Linked DNA regions of Sus scrofa: regions 2 and 3 are each linked to region 1. A link is a contact called in public Hi-C data. All regions are on one chromosome and are shown on one strand. Each heading gives the region's core, a stretch centred on a gene start, on an enhancer-like site or on the middle of the called end of the contact. The rest is flanking DNA. Distances are from core to core; before and after follow the strand shown.

Evidence for each region. A called contact is a pair of places that touch in the nucleus more often than the background predicts.
Region 2: a Hi-C map of liver shows a contact between it and region 1, with 2.6 times the contacts expected there. The contact joins the promoter of CHI3L2 here to the promoter of DRAM2 in region 1. A contact is called at or near these places in 4 of 47 Hi-C or Micro-C datasets (blood and liver) and 1 of 2 datasets of contacts at active chromatin or transcription factors (alveolar macrophages).
Region 3: a Hi-C map of skeletal muscle shows a contact between it and region 1, with 7 times the contacts expected there. The contact joins the promoter of LRIF1 here to the promoter of DRAM2 in region 1. A contact is called at or near these places in 3 of 47 Hi-C or Micro-C datasets (heart right ventricle, liver and skeletal muscle) and 1 of 2 datasets of contacts at active chromatin or transcription factors (alveolar macrophages).

Annotation. Positions count from the first base shown.
Region 1 is chr4:109,182,091-109,184,820 of Sscrofa11.1, reverse strand. DRAM2 (DNA damage regulated autophagy modulator 2) reads right to left here and starts at 1,398. Exons shown (of 8, transcript NM_001243696.1): 1 at 1,303-1,398. CEPT1 (choline/ethanolaminephosphotransferase 1) reads left to right here. Exons shown (of 9, transcript XM_021090044.1): 1 at 1-1,024.
Region 2 is chr4:109,097,787-109,100,516 of Sscrofa11.1, reverse strand. It overlaps CHI3L2 (chitinase-3-like protein 2), which reads left to right and starts at 1,345. Exons shown (of 11, transcript XM_003481491.4): 1 at 1,345-1,472. The coding sequence starts at 1,433.
Region 3 is chr4:109,270,233-109,272,962 of Sscrofa11.1, reverse strand. LRIF1 (ligand-dependent nuclear receptor-interacting factor 1) reads right to left here and starts at 1,401. Exons shown (of 3, transcript XM_013997274.2): 1 at 734-1,401.

The sequences.
Region 1 (2,730 bases), core at 149-2,648:
AATTAGAATTTTAGTGGTTAATAATTTAAGAAACCTTTGATACTTGAAAAATATGCAGGAATAACCTTCACAGCACTGAGAGTGTTTAACAAAATGTTCTTTCATCTCTCACCTGTCTTCTCAGATTTCCTGGATAACCCATGAATCAGAACTACAGTCACAATTTTTAAATTTCACAAATATTTCAATGCCATCGGTAAAAAAAAGATGAATTCCTCATGCTGTCTCCTCTAAGGGTGACTGCTTAGAAACATAAGAAAGTAAATTCTGGATATTACAAACGAAGAAAGCCCTAAGCTTCTTTTGGAGCTACACAGAATCCTCAGGCCCAAAGCAAAGCATAATAGAAAACGGTTATTTTTCTAAACTCCAATTTGGTCTTCTAATAAATGCAATATTCTTGTAATGGTTAAAAATTAAATAATCTAGAAAACCATGTAATTTTAAAGAAGTTGGTCAAATATTACAGGGAGAGAGAAATGGGGAGAATCTGGTGTTGTAACGCAAATTAGAGTTGCCTGTGGGTATTAATTCCTACATTTAAATTTGAGAGAACTGGAAAAATGCGGTGTTTTGCAAAAGTATCCTATCAGAAGCACGGTTGTGCAGATACAAAGGACTAGCCATTTACCTTTCCGTATCGCACGCCCCTCGATAGAACTGGGCGTAGTAGACTTGAGCTTCGCGTATACACAAGGTCACCACAGATTTCAATTTCGAACCTTCCTCCCCACCCTCCCATCAAGAAATCTGAGCCCTGGATTGACAATGGGAATACATCCTCAACAGAAGTCTTTGTGGGACTGGAGCGAAGGTTCTCGATAAACGCTTAAAACAAAACCAAGGAATCATTTACACCCACCGCTGCCTTTAACCGGAGGCGAAAAGCTCAGGGACAGAAAGCTCAGCTACGCTTTGCCTGCTGCCAGGAAAAGATGTGAGAGGCGGAGCTTGGCCGGCCTTGGGACAAGCAGGCGGGATTCGGACGGTAGTGGAAGAAGAGACCAAGAACCGAGGAAGAAAGGTGAGACGCGGACACCTGAGCGCCGCTTGCAGCCACTCCCACCACCCTCCACGGGGTCCCCCTGAGCCCACCCGCGGCTCCGGCCACCACCTAGTCCCTCTCCCTCGCGTCGCAAAACATAGTCCCTAGAGGCAGGGCGAGCCCGCACGCGACTCGCACTCCCGCCATGGGATGAGGAGCTCCGGCAGGGTCCGTGTCCCTGATCCACCCGATTCCATTCTCTGATACACACCCCTTAGTGGGGGCTAGGGCCGGTCCTCATCCCCTTTTCGGCCTACCTTGCTTGGATCACTTTGCCAATACCGGCAGCCGGGTCCAGCGCCTGCCGGCAGGACCGAAACGAGGGAGAACTCCCGGGGCGCGCTCCCGAGCAGCGAAGCCGGTCCCGGAGCGCGCTCACCACCGGGAGGTGCGCGCTCGCGCAGCCGCCTCTTCCGACCCTGTATCCCTTTACGGCTATCGCGAAAGTGTCGTGAACGTGCTGCCGCGGATCAGAGTCACCCAGTCGGCTGGAGTCGGAGGTCTTATTTCTAGGGGCGTGCTTTGGGGGGCCGGGGTAAGGCCGCGGGGCTCGGTCTTGGGAAAACGGCCAGGGTATGAAGGACTTGTTGGGGGGCACCACTCTCAAGAGGAGTGGAGAGAGGGCTGCAGGCTCTGGGGTGGGGCATTGGAATATAGCCGTGTATGCACTCGCGTTGGGCGAACGCTGCCCTACCTCGCGCGCGATAGCCTCGCGCGCGGGCTTGTGGGGGAATGCGAGGGGCGGCTGTTCCTCTAGCCCCGGATGGAGAGATTGCGGTGGCGAATTGCCAGCGCGAGAGCCAGGGGACTGCTGTGGTGGGAGTCGGGGTGGGGAGAACCTCGGCGGCCAGAGCTGGGCGGGCGGAAGGCTGCGGGTGCTGCCTGCGCGGAACCGACCTTGCCTAGCGGGTCCACACCCTCTTGCTCAGGTGCTGCCAAGTACGCAAACCGTGTTGCATCCTGTGCCGGGTTTGCCTTCCTTTTGAAATCTGGTGCTGGTGTTTTTTGGCTGGGCCATACTTCTTGGTCAGCAACTTTTCTAGAAATTTCAGCATATATTGACAAGTTCTGAGGTTGCCAGCGAGGGTTTATTTCAGCAGTGTTCTTGGAAGGAGAAAGGACGGGATGGTGTGTTATTCTTTGCCGGTGTTCCCAAGAACATGCAATGAATGGGATCTTTACATTTAGCTGTGTTCAACTTGTTTTTTCCAGTTGGGTGCTTGGTATTTTTGTGTCGTTTTTTGATGTTTTGCATCATTGGTATTAGTATATAAATTTGCCTGAAGTTTCGTAGTTCATTGATGAATCCCATGTTACTATAGTAGGCAAATGCATAGTTATCTTTAAACAGATATTAGTGTTAGGCATGTGGACAAAGAAAAAGATTCGGTTACTACTCTCGAACTAGGAGGAATGTGTTCAGTGGAGGTGTCGAATTGACTAACAACACAGGTGAGACTGTGAGAAGGGCATCTAGAGCATAGGTACTTTAGAACCATTGGCATTCAGGTCAAATTCCAGAGATTGAAGTTCTGAAAACATTTTGCTGCGTATTTGTTTTGTGCTGAGCAAAAAATAGTCAGAAGGCCCTTGTACAACTTGTCTTTACAATGCTTTCATTTAAGAAATGATAGCAAAAAAAAAAAAAGAAGAAGAAGAAGAAGAAGAAAGAAGAAATAAGTTAG
Region 2 (2,730 bases), core at 96-2,595, 84 kb after region 1:
TGAGACGGACAGAGATAACAAAGTTGAATGATGTACAAACCCTCAGAAGGGAGTTTTACAAGAGTGCTCCAAATTTTAAAATTCCAAAACCCTTTGACCAATCAATTCTCCTGTTGGCGATTTCTCCTATAGATAGACTCCTCCTCTATTCTATAAAGAATAGATCTTTTCAAGGATGTTCATTTTAGCTATATTTTAAATAACAAAAATGTCTAGAAATAAGCTAAATGCTTATCAATAGGAGATGATTAAGTAGAAGAAGGTGTAGCTGTATGATGAAATACAAAGAGGCCAGTAAAAGAAAAAAAAAAAAGGAGGTGGACAAGGAATGTTCTGGAATGATATCTAAGTATATTACATGGAAAAAAGGTAAGAAATGAATACCTTATGCTCCCACTTAGACGCAACTCTAGATTTCTTAAAGAGTGAACAAGTGTGGCTGGTACACTGACCTGGCAGGACGTAGGGGGTAAGGTCATCAAAGCAGCTTTCCTTTTGGCCCCAGTCCCTTTAAGTTTTCTGCTCAGTGAGAGTGGTTCTGCCTTCTTCCTCCATTTTTCTGGTGACTTGTAGGTAATTACATTTCTCCAGCCACTGTACGTTGTAAACCCCACTCAATTTCCTAGCCAGTCCCAAGTGATAACCAAGACTCCAACTGGATCCAACCTTAAATCGGATCCCTTCCCCAGCCCAGCCCTGGGGTACAATTCAACGCTAACAAGTTAATGGAGGAACCTCAATAAACATTTGTTGAGGTTTTTGTTTTTCTCGTTTCCCTTAGATCTTGTACTTAAAGACGACACAGTCAAGGTGGGGAGATGGGCATGTACACCAGTGTGTTACAGTGCAGTGTGGAGCTATGAGAGGAAATAAATTGCACTGTGAGCAGAGGAACCAGCTCCCCCAGGCTCAGGGAGAAGCAAGAGAGTCTCCACGGGGAAGGGGATGGTGTCCTTTGAAGGTATCAGGTGAAGAAGAGCTGTAGGGTGGGACCAACTGGGATGGTAGGAGCTCTGTTTGATTAGATGAATGAGAATAAGCAGGCTGCAGATGACGTGAGTGTGAGGAGGTGAGTTAAAAAGAAGACAGATCCTGAGTGATGGGGAAGGGGCATTTGGCAGCCAGAAAGTGCTAAGAGGAGGCAAATGAAAGAAGTACCATCTCCTTCCCTTCTCAGGGACCAAATTCCTTCTGGGTGACACTGGTAGAGCAGGATCTCTCAGTGGTTGTCTCCCTTGCAGCTTTTTTTTTTTTTTTGGTTGTTGGCATTGCTCAAACCTGGGTCCTATTGCCAGGAAGTTTCGCAAGGCAGATTTGCCAGGGGAAGTCCCTGGCATTTCCTGTAGTTCTTGCTTCCTTTCCAAAAGACAGGCTATCGAAATCTCCAGGGCATAAAAGGCCCAGAGGATGTGTGTCCTAGCTGGCCAGGGATATGGGAGCAATCACCATGGACCAGAAGTCTCTCTGGGCAGGTGAGTGCCCGGGTGATAATGTAGCAGGAACTTAATGAGCAGAGAAGGGTCAAGGGACTTGTGGAAGAAGGGGCCATCTTTTACTCCTGGGACTCCAGTCTCTGTTCAGCTCCATATCAAAACCTGTCAAGCTAAGGCAACTGCCCTAAGGGACCATCTGATCTTTCCTAAATGGGCAAGGGGGCAGCAGTGGTCAGAGCCCTTTGGACCATCAGGGGTGTTTCCAGACTGCTTCTGCACAAAGGCCCCTCTTGTCCAGATTGGTGATGGAGTCACAGGTTTCACGGTTTATGCTTTCTATTTTATTTTATTTTATTTTATTTTATTTTATTTTATTTTATTTTAATCTTTTTAGGACCGCACCCACAGCATATGGAGATTCCCAGGCCAGGGGTCCAATCGGAGCTGTGGCTGCCAGCCTGTACCAGAGCCACAGCAACGCGGGATCCGAGCCGCGTCTGCAACCTGCACCACAGCTCCTGGCAACGTCGGATCGTGAACCCACAGAGTGAGGCCAGGGATCGAACCCGCAACCTCATGGTTCCTGGTCGGATTCATTAACCACTAAGCCACAACGGGAACTCCTTTCTTTACATTTTAAAACTTGGGGAAGACCCACATTTCTCATCTGTGGCATGGTTTGTTGGGCGTAAACGTTTTCTAAAATTCTCCTTTCAGCTCAAAAGTTCTTATCCCAAACTCTGGCTTTCTTGGTAGCTGGGAATTTGGGTGAAGATGGACATGAGACTAAATAAACAGGGCTACGAATGAAGAAGGGAAGTGTCTTTGGAGGAAAAGGATCCTTTTCATTGTGTCCTTACCTCTTTCATCTCGTCTATGCTCTTGAGCCATGATGGCCCACTTGGTAATGGCAAGAGCATTCTGAGGTCCTTGTTGAAGGGCTCAGGCCTGGGTCTCCAGGGAGGAACCCACGGGGAGTCAGCACTTTGAAGAAGGGCCGGAGGCTGACCTGACAGTAGATGTGGCAACCAGAATCCTCCTACCTGAGTAGTGGGTGTGTGGCGGTCCCGCTCCCTCCCTGCTCTGCTTAAAAGTGGTGTGAATCAGCAGGAGACAAACCCAGAGCCCAGCTTCTCAAGACAGCTCTGTGGAGATGGCACCAGCTTCAGCAGCTGTCATCCAAAGTTTCACTTCATTTTTAACTGCTCTCTTCTCTGTTTTCAGACCCCCGAAATATCCTAATATAGCGAAGTCTGGGCAATGCCCTCAGGATGTGGCTCACAGTTGAGGAGTCTTG
Region 3 (2,730 bases), core at 152-2,651, 88 kb before region 1:
TAAGTGTCCTTCTAAGAAATGCTGGACTCTCCCCTTCAAACGTAGTTCCTCTACGTATACATCCGATTCGAGATGGCATTCTCAATACACCTGCTTCAAATACTGCTGTTCCAAAAGGTTGATTTTACATGATAATTTCTCTATTTTTACTTCTCTTTATCTTCAAATAAAACTAGTATTCGAAAATTTAAAAAATCGATTCCCTTATTCCAGAACAATTTTTCAGGTTCTATATTCATATACTTTTGTCAATTACACAAAAATAAAAGCCTTCCCTTCTCACTAACTCTCTTTAATTACAGCTATTTTCCCTGAAGGTCCAGCGCAACCCGTGCTGCACTTGCTAATCCGCGCTGACGGCTGCGTGTTTTTCTGCGAGTGCGCGAGAATCTTCCAGATGATGTGGGTCACACAGGAGCGCCGGCCATGTTGATTTTCCTCTCCTGTGGAGATCTACTCAGTCAGCCTATGAAACTTCAGGCGCTGGAGGGCTGCGGAGCCAAGGCAGAGGCTGTCTGTGTCACAGACTCTCTAGAGGGTTTATGTTTCCAAGAGGGAGCGGCTCTAAGGGCTCTAAAAGCCGAAGCGCCGCGCACTCCCCCTAGAGTGCTCACCCGGCGGGATCAAAGGCATCTGAACTGCAGAACGTCAGGAAACGGCGGCCGACTCCACATCCTGCTAAGAGACGGGCGAGGGGCGGGTGTGTCGCCGGAGATTCGAAACCGGTACTTACCAATGCGAGGCGCTGCCTGACTTTTCCTCTGCAGATTTCAGGAAGACCCTCCGTAGGTTATTGGACATTTTAGAGGGGTGGGAGGGGCCAGTACGTCCAGGAAAGGGGGCAGTATATGGGGGTCGAGGTCTCCAAGGGCCGAGAACCAGAGCGACAGAATGTTTGGCTGGAGTTGCGCCTGAGCAACTCAGGGGGGCTTGAAGCAGAAAGGAGGGCGACAACAGGCTCCCGAGAGGGCGTATCCTCAGGCTTCGGAGGGAGGCGGCGCAGCCACCAGAAACCGGAAGAACCGAAGTGACTTACGGGGTGGGACCGGCACTAGCCTCTAAGAGAACAAGCCCGAGTCTCCGCCCCGTTAGAGCCTAGGACTTCGCTCCGCAGGCATCCGGAATCAGGCGGGAGGCGTGGCCTTAATGGCACCGCCTCTGTCGGTGCCGAGCCTCTGATGAAGATCAGCCGGACCGTCTCGGCCGACCCCGCCCACCGAAGCCGCCAGCGGGAGCAAAGCTGGCCTGGCGGTTTCCGGCACCGTCACATCCTGTTGCCAAGGTGACTGGCTCGCTAAGGCCCCGCCTTTATGCTATGACCCAATCACAGGTGACATTTGCTATGTCTCCTTCCGGATCAAGTAACGAATCGCAAAAGAAAATTCTCCAGATATCTACGCAAAATAAAATGTTTCCGGGGTCAGTCGTAAATTTTCTGCTTTTATATTCGCCGTTGGTGCAAGTTTTCCTCTCCTACCAGATTTAAAAGCTAACAGAAGGCTCGTTTGGAGACATACGCATTCTTTGCGTAAGAGAATTTTAGACGCCTGCCTATGGCCAGCGCCCGTATTATTGCTACTTCCTGAGGGTTTCTCGATTTTATCCGCTTTCTTCAGTCTTTGCCTCGAGACTTATCCTCCCCTTGCCCTCCACCCCATCCTTATACCTCACGCGAAATTATTATCGTAGGTTTTCAGTCTCAAAAAATTTAATTGCCCACATAGGCTTATTTTTTGCATCTTTATCTGGATCCCTGGATAAAAATTTCTCATAAGTTTTTCTAAGAAGTCAAATCAGCTATCCAAGAAGTGGTTTAAGTCTCAGGTTTAAGAGGTAGACATTCTAATTTAGCTGGGGCTAGACGGAAGTTGTGGGAGGAGTGCTTTAGAAGATCCAGTTTTATCAGCTATAGGCAGTAAGGATGTAAACTGACTCATACTGTTAAAATTTGGGAAACTGACATAAAGTAGCCAAGTTCCAGGTTTATTTTTGTCCCTTAAAAATGAAGGTTACTCATTCTCCTAACTCCTTAATGAGCTAATACTGATGAAAGATCTTGTCCTGATATAGAAAGTAATACTTATTGTTTACTCTTTAGTAAAAGTTAATTTTACTGATACCGAATCCTGTATGTCTAACTGGCATTTATCTTTCATTCCGATATCTCAGTACTAGGAGTCAGGGTGGTGAGCCCGTAATACTGTCTTTTTTTTTTTTCTTTTTTTTTCTTCCTTTCTGTCACGCACATGGCATGCGGAAGTTCCTGGGTCAGGGATTGAACCAACACCACAGCAAAAACAAAAGCTGCTGCAGTGACAATGCAGGATCTTTAACTGCTGTACCATGGGAGAACTCTCCTTACACTGTCTTGGTTTTGGTCATATTTCTGTCTGTGAACGCAAAATTACTTGAATGAGTTGCCCATTCTTGGCTTGTTCAATTTTCTCACTATTCATTTCTTACTTTGCAGTTTGGCTTGTCCTCACATACATCAGCACTTCTTATAAATGAGTTTCATTGTCGCTTATTGGCTTCCCTTGGAAGCGGAATCTTGAGATATAATTTGATGTACAGGAAGTTTATTAGGGATCAGTGTGGAAGGGAAGAAAAGGGAGCAAAATTGGGCAGAGGGAAAAGTTAGCTTGTGATACACAGTCTCAACAAAATCTTATGTTTTTGCACCAGGAATCTGCTGAGATTTTTCTTTGCAAGTATTACAAATAACAATTA